Regions from separate parts of the Mus musculus genome. Here region 2 is linked to region 1. A link is a contact called in public Hi-C data. All regions are on one chromosome and are shown on one strand. Each heading gives the region's core, a stretch centred on a gene start, on an enhancer-like site or on the middle of the called end of the contact. The rest is flanking DNA. Distances are from core to core; before and after follow the strand shown. Region 1 overlaps Prom1 (prominin 1). Region 2 holds the start of Prom1 (prominin 1).

Evidence for each region. Hi-C and Micro-C count contacts between places; a contact is called where the count stands out from the background.
Region 2: a Hi-C map of rod photoreceptor shows a contact between it and region 1, with 4 times the contacts expected there. The contact joins the promoter of Prom1 here to the enhancer-like site in region 1. A contact is called at or near these places in 8 of 39 promoter capture datasets (embryonic stem cells, liver, macrophages and 2 more), 35 of 484 Hi-C or Micro-C datasets (ECoMG myeloid progenitors, the HL-1 cell line, cerebellar granule neurons and 17 more), 6 of 115 datasets of contacts at active chromatin or transcription factors (double positive thymocytes, embryonic stem cells, liver and 2 more) and 3 of 9 other capture datasets (adipose tissue, liver and pancreatic islet).

The regions. Positions count from the first base shown.
Region 1 is chr5:44,056,623-44,063,254 of GRCm38.p6, reverse strand. It overlaps Prom1 (prominin 1), which reads left to right. Exons shown (of 28, transcript NM_001163577.1): 3 at 71-129; 4 at 4,603-4,629. Among named protein-coding and RNA genes, the nearest start is that of Prom1, 42 kb to the left of the region's middle. Within about 2 kb of position 1,629, at least 3 of the 459 cell types and tissues checked have an H3K27ac peak or open chromatin away from gene starts, as enhancers often do. A contact at or near this core is called in rod photoreceptor, where this site is marked.
Region 2 is chr5:44,098,557-44,105,188 of GRCm38.p6, reverse strand. Prom1 (prominin 1) reads left to right here and starts at 3,453. Exons shown (of 28, transcript NM_001163577.1): 1 at 3,453-3,541. Gm35900 (a long non-coding RNA gene) reads left to right here. Exons shown (of 5, transcript XR_003955914.1): 5 at 1-505.

The sequences.
Region 1 (6,632 bases), core at 380-2,879:
ATGCATATGTATTGTATACTTTTACTGAAAAAATAATTTTTCTATTTTGTGATTTTTTTTTTCTTTATAGATTTGATCAAAAAACTCATACAGAACAAGAACTTTGACATCTCAGTTGATTCCAAGGAGGTAAGCTTTTGTTTTTGTTATTAAGAATAGCAAATAGGAGATTTTTTTTTTTTTTTTTTTTTTTGGCTTTTTGAGACAGGGTTTCTCTGTGTAGCCCTGGCTGTCCTGGAACTCACTTTATAGACCAGGCTGGCCTCGAACTCAGAAATCCGCCTGCCTCTGCCTCCCAAGTGCTGGGATTAAAGGCGTGCGCCACCATGCCCGGCTTGACTGAGGATTTTTAGGGAATGCTGTCGTGTTTTATAAACCTCATTTTAGTGGCAGCAGAAATTTCAAAATTGGTTGTTGAGGAGACCCAAGTTATGTGTCATTCTAAAATTTCCTGAAAAGAAATACTAGATTTTGTTTGTTTGTTTGTTTGTTTGTTAGTTTGTTTTAGCTAAGGGAGGGAAACTCTCTAGACAGAAATGCTTGAGAATCCTTAGAAGCCAAAACCAGCCACAGAGAGGTTGTTTTCGAAAATAGTTTGCTACACAACAACTTCCCATCTTCGCTCACTGCTGGATTCGTAGTGCACCTGCTTAGGAGTGCACACTTGGTTGGAATTAAAGGAATGACAGAGATAAGCAAGGTTGTTCATGGCAAGCAGGGGCAGGACCTTGTGGCTCCAGGGCAAAGGGTGATAAGAAAATCCATAGGCATGAAGCAGCACACTGAGGAACAGAGGAGGTCACTTTGAGCAGAAGCGCTTATCACTAGTACTGATTCTGGCAGAAGTGGAGAGGACCAGGGGTGGGTGGGTACGGGATGCTCTGGGCGTGCTGGGGACCAGGCGAGTAGAGGTCAGGTGTGGAAAAGTTGAACAGTTGGTCCAGGCTGGATAACAGGAGGTGAGTGGAGGAGAGTGGTCAGGGTTTTCAGAGAGCTTTAAAGGAGCTTGCTGATCTCTGCCCAGCCCACCTGGCACGGCTGATGTGCTCCTTTTAGTTCCGTTGACATTGGTTAGTTGTGAGTGGAAGACCCTGACAACACATAGATCTTTGCGTGTTGAATGTAGGGTGTTAAAAACCAGAGAAACGTGCCTGTCATATCCTCAGCTCCCAGTGAAGTAAGTAAGACATAGCGCTCTTTCCTATTCTGCACTGAGGATGGTGTCCAGGGGAACAAAGAGATGGCCAGCACAGGTCTGAATGTGAATGCCCACTGCCCCAGTGTCTAATGAGTCCAGACCTTGGAATTAGAAACATCATCAGCTCCGTTAGCACCTTAGTTTGTAATAGGTGACACAGGAGAAGGATGACTGTAAAAGCCAAAGAGGGAAGCCATTTCATCTGGCAGCCGGGCCAACAGTAGGACTGTTGGAGAGGGAGCCAGCCACATTACCTCCTGCTCTCTACCCTCCTAAGACTCTAAAGAGTACTCATCCGCCTTCAGTGCTCTCGTTTCTTTATATCACCAAAGCATCGTCCAGATTGGCTCACATCTCTGGGCGAAATACAATACCTGTTGCTTTCCATGTGTCTGAAGAGCATTAGCACGCCTGACTAATCCGATAGCCCAGATAGCAAGGGTTCTTCAGGGTGTGGGTAGAAACAGGAACATCACCTCACTTGGACCCCTGTCTGGAGACTCCAAGGTGGTGGGGGAGCCCTGGAAGTGGTCCCAACGACCTGTTTGACACCTCTTCAGAGGGAGAAGGCACACCCCTCGTCTGAATTCACATCCCATTTTTCATGAGGAAAGCAGCACACCCCAGGGATCTTCGAGGGTACTTAGAAGACAGTACACTGCAGGAATTATTGGGTTTTACTGTCTGCAATAGGCTTGGGCCTGTAACCTTCACGAGCATCAGCTCATCCCAAACATGATGAAGCACTGATAGCAAAGTGACCGTTATGTCACTGGCTGCCATTTCCTTTCTAGTTTTTGTAAAGCCTCATCAGGGATATTTTCTGCTTCTCCAAGACTCAGCGTGGCATTGGTAGCAATACTATAAATGTTCCCTAAAGACTTTGGTACTGTTCTTCAGGGCTGGCTACTGGTATTTTTAGAAGATCCCTAAATGGTTATAATAGGCAACTGAATAGAGAATCATAGGACACCAAGGTATAGAATCACGATTGTAACTGCTGTGTAACACAGACATAAATTTATCCCATGTGACAACTCATTTAGAAAGAGAGCAGTGAAAATTCTCTCACCCAAGTCCACGGAGGTGTTTATGGTACCATGTCAAATTCACCAGGCAAGGCTGATTGTTGGGTTGGAGAAATTACAAAGGAATTAGATGTTTCTTATGGCTTATCAGTAGAGTGACCGTCTTAGTTAGGGTTTTACTGCTGTGAACAGACACCACAACGAAGGCAAGTCTTATAAATGACAACATTTAATTGGGGCTAGCTTACTGGTTAAGAAGTTCAGTCCATTATCCTCAAGGCAGGACTATGACAGCATCCAGGCAGGCAGGGTGCAGGAGGAGCTGAGAGTTCTACATCTTTATATGAAGGCTGCTGAAAGAATACTGGCTTCCAGACAGCTAGGATGCGAGAGTCTTAAAACCCATGCCCACGATGATACACCTACTCCAACAAGGCCACACCTCCACATAATACTACTCCCTGAGTCAAGCATGTACAAACCATCACAGTGACCTTTCTAATCCAGTATGACCAGCCACAATACCAACTGAGGACAGATTTCCCCAAATTACTCAGTTGTAATCTTCACATGAGAGCTCTCTTAAAATACAGATACCTGGCCTTCTTCAGACCTGGACTCATGTACTGTAAGGGAACAGGAGCCAGAAATTAGTTACACTGGGAGGTCCTCAGGGTTGGTAGATGTGGGAGTCAAGGTTGTGAGTGGTATCAAGCTTGTGGGCTCACCCAGTAAGACAGAATAAGGATTGTCAAGGTGACCCTTGTGGACATGTATATCGGAAATGTCCCCAACTCTCAACATTTTCAGTGTTTTGGTTAAAAATTATTAGAATCACAAGCATTGTTCTTTCAGGGGTTTGAGGATCTGTCCCAGGTAAGAAACAGTTTGCACACTTTCAAATGTCCAAACCAGACAACTTCAAGACGGCGACATGGAGAATGACACAGGCACCTCAGTTTATTTTGCTCCAGAGGGCATTTAGAAACAACTATAGCATGAGTGGAGAAATGGCTCAGTGGGTAAGAGCACTGACTGCTCTTCCAAAGGTCCTGAGTTCAAACCCCAGCAACCACATGGTGGCTTACAACTACCCATAATGAGATCTGATGCCCTCTTCTGGTGCGTTGAAGTCAACTACAGTGTACTTATATATAATAATAAGCAAGCAAGGACTGAGCGAGGGGGCTGACCAGAGTGAGCAGGGTTGACCGGAGTGAGCAGAGGTCCTAAAATTCAATTCCCAACAACCACATGAAGGCTTACAACCATCTGTACAACTACAGTGTACTCACATACATAAAAGGAAGGAAGGAAGGAAGGAAGGAAGGAAGGAAGGAAGGAAGGAAGGAAGGAAGGAAAGAATGAAGGAAGAAAGAGAGAAGAAAAGAAAAATGCACTAAGAGCTGCTTTATTTTCCTTTCCTCCTTATGGTTTGGTTCATTTTCCTGACTGACTGACTGACTGACTGACTGGTCTCCATCTCTGGACCATGCTGAGGAATCTCTGGTCTTAGGTTGTGGCTTTTATGCCATTAGCACATCAGTTGACTTAGTTTTGTTTGGGTAAGTATTGCATGTGGGGCTTGCTGTCTTGGAGTTGGTATAACAGGAGATGGCAATATGGTAGCCAGGTCTTCTAAGTGAGAACGATACCTCTAACGGCAAGTTCAGGGACACTGGGTCATATGAAAGAAGACATACAATGCCTAGACTTTCTGGAGGAGGCAGCATCTCTTCTAAGACTTGAGTTTCCTCCAATGAGTGATGAATGAGCATGGATGAGTGATGGATGATAGGGAGGCAACCTGGGAAGTCAGGGTGAGGAGGGAAAAGAGAAAATGATTTGCCAGAACGACAACAACCAACTTAGAATGGCCAAGAAAAATGAGGAGGTGAAGCCCAGATTGGCTAGTGAAGCTCCATGCTGGGAAGCTTGCATTAGAAATGGTGGAACTTCATTGGAAGCTGTTAAACAAGGGAAGGACATTTCCAGATTTCATCCTAGAGGGCGCACTTTAGAAGAGTTGTCTTTGATTCTTGGACTAGAGGCAGCCCTTGTTACTGCTTCATGAAGATCATATAGCAAGCATGTTAACATCTGTAACTGCCCTGTGATTGCTTTTTCCCTAACTGATGATCATGCTGACTTTGAACCTTTCAAAAACCCAAACTTGAATTGCGGAACTTGACTCTGAAATACTGGTTCTCCATATGCACTCAAGAATCTCTATCCTGTTCTCATGTGGATCCCCACCATGTTATTTTACCATGTGGACTTCGGTTATGGTGAATGACTCATGTGACTTTTCTGTTTTATTTCGATGCATGCTGCCTCTGCTACACACAAACTCCTCAACTGCTTTGATTTCTACAGCCAGAAATCATAGTCTTGGCTCTGAAGGTAAACTGTGCGCTTGCTCTCTGTTCTGTGTCATTGTTCGTCTTAGGTCAATGGCTAGTGCTGTCTCTGTTGGTACTTTCTGTTCTTCCCCGGTGATTCCACTGTGATGGTGTTTCAGTTTGTTTTGTCTGTATCATCTCTGTGGTGTGTGAGGCCCTAAGATCAGTTCTGCTCTAGGGCAGGGTAGGAGAAAGAGGAAGGAAATCATACAACCTCATTCATGACCCTGACTGATACCTAATTGATAAAATTGGGAAGGTTGTATAGAACTTATAAACTCTTGTTGTTGTTGAAGCTAAAACTGATGCACTATAAACATTTTAATACATCTTCTTTTCTGGATTTGAGTTTATTGCTTCCTGTGGTTCTGAAAATATTTAAAACTCCTTTAAATTATTAAATAATTTTGTTTGCTGAGAAATGGGAGCAAATCTGTAAGTATGTGAGAATTTAGAGTGTATGGGTTGGTTTCTTAGTTGGCCAATGATATTACTTCTCAAGGAAGTGCTAAAGAGTCAGTAAATAGCAGGTGTTCATGGATAGGAGAAAGAGGCTACACACACACACACACACACACACACACACACACACACTGATGAACTTAGCCTTTTTTTTAGCATTTTAACTTTAATATTGAAATGAAGAGTATCCAAGTGTCAGCTGCACCCTGATTCATACATGAGCAATTGTCTATAGCTAATTGCTATCAATTGATCATTGACTCTAAGCAGTTGCTTTTGCTTTGAACAGTTCATCCCTGATGCCATGACAGCTCATCCCTGATGCCTATGAAGCTCATCATATTAATGGCTATTTTCCTAGTGGGAACTAGGCTCTCCTAGAAGGATGTAGCTGATTTCAGTTTTAGTGTTCTCTGCCAAGGCATCATCACCTCTAGCAGGGTTGTCCACCCAGTAGGGCTGCTGTCTGTACATCAGGCCATTTAAACCAAGAGACAGGTACCTTGCAAGGCAGGCAGCTGAGGAGAGCCAGCTAGCTGGGAGGATGGCAGGATTGCCACCAAGTTCATTCTGGTGGACATTCAGGAGTGATGACAGAGATAATAGGGTAGGGGATCACACACTGGTGGGTGGCTGCTAATGATGACAGGTGGCCAGAGGGCACACACACAATCACATCCCTGTGTCAGGAGATGCTTTTTAGCTCTGCAGATTTCAGGGACAGAATTCACTCTTTTCTTCAGCTGATTTTGTCACTGCCATATTCCACTGTAGACAGGCTCCAGGGAGTGGAGGCCTTGAGTACTTTTTTTGATTGCCTCACTCATAGTAATGAGAAAAAAAAAACCAGACATCATTCAACTATGAAAAGATAAAGTGAGTTGGCTAAACAGGAAATTGGATGTGAGGTCAGGTCTCAGTGCACACCTAAAGGAGCAAGGCTCATATCTTGTCCGACCCTTCATTTTAGCACCTACCTCCTACACTGCTATCTTGTTTGTTCACGAATCATCAAATGCCATCCTGTGAGTTTTCTGCCATTCTAGTTGGTAGAGTACTTGCTTAGCTTTCACGAATTTCTGAGTTCCATCCTCAGTACCACATAAGCTAGGCATGGAGACACACATCCCGTGATTGAAGCATCCAAGAGGTGGAGGCAAGGGGATCATTTTTTACTACTGAGACCAGCCTGGGATTCAGGGAAGTTTGTCTCAAAAACAAAAGAAAGCATCAGGGAGTGAGCATCCAAACAAGAGAAATGCAAGTCACTCTGTGCACAGACTGGAATGAAAGGTTATTTCATCCTCCAGGGCATTGATTGATCCAGGACCAAGCTAGCAGGGAGAGTGAAAAGAGTTAAGGTCTATCTAATGATTGTATGTGGGAGTTGGGCTGGATCCTGGGAGCTCAGGACCAGTGTGGACACCGGCTGCCAATGCCAAGCCCCCGTAGTCACCAGGTCTGCCTCTTGGACGGCAGAGAAAGCTTCACTTGCCTGGTGATTGCCTAGGTGCTCCCTCTTTAAGCATTCGTTATCTCTCC
Region 2 (6,632 bases), core at 2,204-4,703, 40 kb before region 1:
AATCGAAAGATATGATGCCATGTTTTGAATCACGCAAAACACCGTTTTAATTATTTAAAAAAAATATTCGTTTAGCTATAATCAATTACAAATGTCCCTAACAGGTCCCTTCTGTCCCAGCCCTATGCCTGACAGCTTCCCTTCATCTGAGGAACATGGCCTCTATGGTCCAGTCCCTCCCGCGGCTGCTTTGCTATCTCGATGGGCAGCTATTCCCTTATCCCCAGGGCACTTGAGAATTAGCACCCCTCTTCAATCCCAAGTCAGTGTAAACTCCAGTGTACAGAGAGCAAAGGACTCCAGGGTGAGCGACTACAGCCTTCGTTAGGCCCCTTTGTCAGCTTCACCATGGAGACCACTAGCCTTCTTTGAAGGTTCCTAGAGCGGCACTGCCTGGGGAATGTGTAAAGTGACATTGTTCCTTTCAGAACACCCTCATTCGTGGTAGACATGGTCGGGTTAGCCAGAACAATTATTCACAAACATGTTTTGTTTTAGTTTTAGTGACTACAATACCTAAAACCAAGAAGAGGACTATTGAATATTGATTTTTGTGTGTGTTCTGGAAATAGCTAAATAAGGCTTTCTTGCTTTTGTCATTCATGCTGGCCTTGAATACCCTGGTCTTCCTAGTTCTGGAATTATGGGCATATACCACTGTGTCTGCATGCTGCCTCCACTCTTCGTATAGTACTAGAACCTGAGTCTCAGACATGCTAATCACATGCTCTTCTACAGAGCTATTATAATCCCCACCCAATGCTTCGTCTATAAAACTGTATGGCCCTTGTTACATTTAAAAACTTTATTTTAAATTATGTGGATTGGTTTGTATGTGCACCTGAGTGCAGTTACCAGAGAAGACCAGAAGGTGGTGGTATAGGAGACCTAGAGCTGGTACTACAGGCTGTTGTGAGGCACCCACATGGTACTGAGAACTAAATTTGTACCCTCTGCAAGAGCAGCAGGAGATTGTAACTGCTGAGCTAGCTCTCTCTTTGACTTAAGGCTACCCAGGATATATCTTACCATTGGGTTTTGTTCTTATTCATTTGTTCATGTTAAACATAGAAAATCGTTCAGGCAGAATAGGGGTTAGGCTAGAATGTGGAAATGTAAGGAACTGTTGAAGCACTGTGTCCTAAGCGATGGGAAGGCAGATGGTTGTGTAGCCACTTCCTCTGGCTTGAACCAGCCCTTCCTGCAGGGAGGAGGGAGCTTGGTAAGATTCAGAAAAACCAAGGATCAGGAGGCTCAGCAAAGCTCCGAAACTTGCAAGACTCACAAGGCCTCAGGGTAGCATTACACAATTGCTCCGGAATTCTGTGGAGCTGCTTGCAAGCTGTTCATCGGGCTCCAGTAGTTGTTATTATTTGTTGTTGTTATTTTTTGTCTTTTCCAGACAACAGGGTTTCTCTGTGTAGTCCCGGCTGTCCTGAAACGCACTCAATAGACCAGGCTGCCCTCAAACTCAAGAGATCTGCCTGCCTCTGCTTCCCATGTGCTGGGACCACCACCCAGGTACAATGTAGCTCTTTCATGGACTGTTATCCTTACAGGGATGGGCTTTTCCATTGATGTAGTCACCTTTGTGTCACCCGAGCTCATGGAATCAGCCTCCTACTCACATTCCTATAAGTAATCCCCTGAAACTATTTTGTTCATCAAGCTAGATTTAGAAAGCTGCATATTTAGTTTAATGTCAGCGAACATTAGACATTTGCTCACATCTCCACAGGGGGGAAAAATCACACAGCAATGGACATCCATTTCAATTCAATGTGGCACTGGTCAGAGACCTATTTCACCTATTCTCTGGGTTCTGGAGGCCAGAGCTGGGTTCAACTTTGGGGCTTCAGTAACTATGTGACCTCTGGCAAGCCTGCACCACACAGTTAATCATTGATAAGATATTAGAAAGCTCTTGTTGGTAAGTTCATATAAAAAATCCGCTTAGAACACATGGCGTAGAGCCTTATCACACCGCTGCCCGAACTTTGTGGATGTACAAGGAACGAGAAGGAGTACGGGTAGCCAGCCCTGTGCTGGTTTGCAGACACAGAAGCTGGATTCAGAGTGATAAGGCCATGAGTGCCCATGCTGGTAAAATAGGCAGCTCGGGGACAGCTAGGAGCTCCCAGGAGAGAGAACTCAAGTCTCAAGCTAACACCATCCTCAGTAGCCTGTCTGCCTCTGAGCAGGAAAGCTGTGGAGCCCAGGAGACTGTAAAGGGGAGAACTGGCCATCTTAGACTTCTCTAGTACTCCAACACTGCTTGCTTCAGTTTTCCGTGGTTTCTCAGTGGTCTTTCTGAATGAACTCTTTCTACACCTTCGCCGTGTAGAGGTCAATTTCAATTTCACCTTCCCCTGCCCATCCTCAGTGTATGCTATATTTTGTGGTGAGAAAATTACTAAATTAAAGTTCATTTGTCAGGGCTGGGGAGATTGGTGAGTGGTATAAAGCATCGGTTGTTTTGGCAGAGGCACTCCCTCTTTGCAGAGTTTAATTCCCTGCACCCAGCCCGTATGGCAGCTCACAACCCTTTGTAACTCCAGTGACAGGGAAGCCAACACCTTCTTTTGACCAACTCCACGGTAAAGTGCTACACATACATTCATGCAGGCAAAACATTCATACACGTAAACTATTTTTAAAAGGCCATGTGTCCACATACCTATTCTTCCAACATCTGTGCAGCCATTCTTTCATCTCTCCGTCCATCTACCTAACAACCCGCACACAATTAATACGCATCCTTTGATGGTAAAAATGTCCCAGAGGCGCTATTCTTCCTTGGTCTATTCTCTACCCACTTTTGGTTGAATCCAGGAATGTAATTGATCAAAAGGACCAGCGTTGTGTTTGTCCCTGATAGCACAGGGATACACTACAGCCAATTTTTCTCCCCCTTAGATGATTTTTGTTTGTTTGTTTGTTTTTTAGTTGTTTTAAATAAAATGCACTGAGTACCGGTATCGTGTCTAAAGAGCCAGGAAAGTGTGGAGGTTAGAGATTTTAGGAGCTAGCGGCCTTCCAAGCAGCGATTTAGGATTAGGTGATAGAGAAGGGTGTTCTGGGACTGAGCAGGGATTTCAGCAGGAAATAAATGCTCTGTCCCGTGGGTGTCCCCAGGGCATTGTAGCCTCTCAGAAGGTCCAATCAGTGCGCTCAGACTCAGAGCCCTAGGCTCCTGCTCTTTAAATTACCGAGCCTTGTGGAGACCCCGGCACCTGGCCTTAAGCTCAGCCCTGAGTAAGTACGTTTCTGAAGGAGTCGGTGTTCCTTTAGTTCCATCCCCAAACCTCTGCCAGAGACCCTAGAGGACGCAACAGGTTCCCAGAGTCCTGGAGTCCCGTGGTCCTGACTCAGGCACCCTTAGCCAACCCGGGGCGGAGCAGTGGGACGGGCTCTCACCCAATCACTCTTGTGGTGCCCTGGGGCTGGACCTTAAATAATTCATGAATTAAGTGGAAGGAGCCCAGCTTAGAGGCGAGGGGCTGGAGGGTTCCGAGACCCGGAGGAGAGCTGGACCGGAGAGGTGAGTTGCTCCGAGTGCCGACCCAGCGCGGGGCGCTGAGCTCCCCCTCTTCTAGAACACCCAGGGCAGGGATGAGGAGTGGAGAAGCTCGAGCAACGTCTTCCTCTGCCTCCACAGCAGGTGGCGGGAACCTAGTTTGTCTTCCCGAAGCTGGAGGGGCTGCAGGGTGGTGTGGGTCTCGGCCAGTGGGCGAGCCCAGGGTCTGGAGGACTGGTTATAGAGCGTGCAAACTTTTTCCCGCGGCGGTGGCCGGCTCCTCTCCGCGGCACATTGCTCCGCTCCGGTACTCCTTCCATCCTGTGGAGGGGTGGAGGTCGCTGGGTTCCGGAGACAAGAGCAGGAGGCGGTGAGACTTTCAGGCCACCGGCCCGCTTTCGGGAAGGGCGGCGAGAGGAGGTTCGGTCTGGGTCTTGAGAACTCTTTTGCGGTAAGGAAAACTCCAGGAAAGGCCAAGGTGGGGGGTAGGCTGGGGGAGGGGGACAGGACGTGGGACTCCCGGCCACCAGCCACCATCTGCTACCTATGTGCAGCTCACAGTGCTACTGGCCGCAGCGGGAGGGCGATGCCGGTGCAAGGGCAAACCGCCTCCCTGCGGCCGTTGCCAAGCGCACGCACCCGGGCTGGAAGTCCTGGCTCCAGTCAGCCCTTAGGGTCACACAGCACCGAGAATTTCAGCTTTCCTAGAGATGGAGAGCAGGAGCGCTCAGGGCATACCTTGACAGAATGCGGGGACCAGGGACAACAAAGAGGAATGTGGACTGAGCAGAGCTTCGTGGCTGCTGGAGGATCGGGGCTCGAGCTAAGTTCCCGAGAATGGGTCGGAGAGGTTCCAATCCTCAACCCGGCGTTCAAACAGGACTGGGTGGGGAAATGCCTTGGTGGCGCTCCGGACTACAGGACTCAGGGGCGATCCCCTCCCCCAGGCGACGGCGGATTCCTGGAGGCTCCCAGCTTCGCGCGCCGCCTCGCAGTCGGTTCTTTTGTGTTCCGCAGCCCGGGAAAGGCCCCTGAGAAGGGGGGAAGGTGGGCAGGAGGGCGCCGGGTCTGGCGGCAGCTTGTAGGGAAAGGCAGCGGAGCAAAGGTACCGGCGCTTCCTGCAGCTACTGCTTCCTCCGGGAGCTCGCTCTGTTGCTCTCTTGTTCAGTTGTGGACTTTTCTCATGCCCAGGCGGAGAATGGTTTGCTCGGCTTCTTGTGGGCGGTTGCTGGCCTTTGTTAAGCAAGCGAACGGTTAAAGTCCTTTGTGGACCCCTCCACCCTAACTCACTAGAGACCCAAACAACTTGAACAATGAATTTGCTTTGAGCCATGTGAGAACTTTTTTGATTGACCAATTGAATATTGGCAAATTCATACAGTCCGGCTTGGCGGACTACTTATTTTTCTTATTCATTTGTGAATTTACCTCTTTGAAGCACTACGGAGCTGGCGTCTGTCTGCATGGAGCCTAAGAGGTTCACGGTGGCTCGTCTGGAGCATCAGAACTTTATGAACAGCACACACTGTGCTGAGTTCTTTACCTGTTAGCATGTTAACCCGTCAACCCCATGCAAAAGCCCACTTCACAGAGTGAAGCAACTGTCACTGTCACAGGATTAGTGAGTGGGTCCAGAGACCTGGTCCCGTTTGAAACAGTATTTTTGCTATTTAGCAAGGTATTTTACTTTTTTTTCTTTTTAAGTGTTCCATAAAGTTTTTTATGCACTTCCTTATGGTTTTTATGGTGAAGTGTTTGTTTCTCTGTGTTCTAGTTCAGTGAAGTAAACAGATCAAAGGACGGATTGACAACACTTGGAGCTGGAGAAAAGGCTCAGCTGTTGGGAGCACTAGACTAGAGGTCCTGGGTTCAACTCCCAGCATCCACATGTCAGCTCACAACTGTGTGTACCTCCGGTTTCAGGGAATCCATGGCAACGGGTGCATGGTGCACATGTAGACCCAGGAAGGCAGAATACCCATACACATAAACTAGAATAAAATAAATCTTTTAACACAAGAAAATCACAACGCTTTAAGTATGGTTGATTTTGTTTACGATTTGAGAGAAACAGGTTTTGTCAGTTGTCAAAAACCTGGTTTTTAAGGACCAGGAAGCTTCATTACAAATGATTAGAACACTAACCCCGCATGAGTGTAACCAATGGATGTTCTTGGGGGACAGTGACTAAGGGGAAGTGGCAGAGAAGTTGGATAGCCAGTCTTAATAACACAAGACAGGTTGTCAGGCCCCCCTGACTGATGAATAACTTTGGTGGATATGGCTGCTGTCTTGCCACTGTCTTTCTAAAATGAGTTAGAACACTCAGCTTCAGACCAGCTCACCCCGAGGACCTCTTTGGGCACTCTAGCTGGCCTCACAATGAGAGGTAGGGCTGCTCCCCACAGGGCTCACAAAGGTGGGCTCTGAAGTCAAGTACACCCTCATCCCCAAAGCAGCACCCCAGAAGACAGAAACCTACATCCACCACGGGGACCCGTGTAAGATAAAGAGCGAGCACTTCCCATCTAAAGAAGAAAATGAAGAAGATGAAGCTAATGGGCCACCCTGCTCTCTTTTAAAACCAGTGTTTGCAGAAATGTAGCTCCCTGGACTTCAGTCTCAGAATCATGTGAGATATTAGTTTAAAACTAACTTTAGTGGGCTTCTTTTCCTGTTGGAATAGAGTGTATTTAGAGTGGAAACCCATAATATGCCCAGTTAACCAGGAAAATGGCCAGGTGGACTTTGCTACTATGACCCACTTAAGGAGATAGACCTGGAGGAAGCAGATTCCAACGCTTGCAGTGGTGAGGGTCTCAAGAGACTGCTCCCACCCTGAATGTTGGGTCACTCATCCTGCCTTGGGTGACACAGAAGAGATGGCCTTCTACCTGATTTGAGGACGCAGCCGCAGCAATCCTGGGGGTAGGCTAGGATCTGTCCTTCTCAGGAGTGCAAGCCTGCCAGCAAGAAGATGCTTGGCTCAGCTTTAGAGGTAAAGGTGATGACTTTGTGCCAGCCTCATCCCCATTTTACTTCGGCAGTCCTGTATTGGGTATCTCCTATGTACCAGACCCTGGGGACACCTGGAGGAGTCAGTCCCTACCTAGCA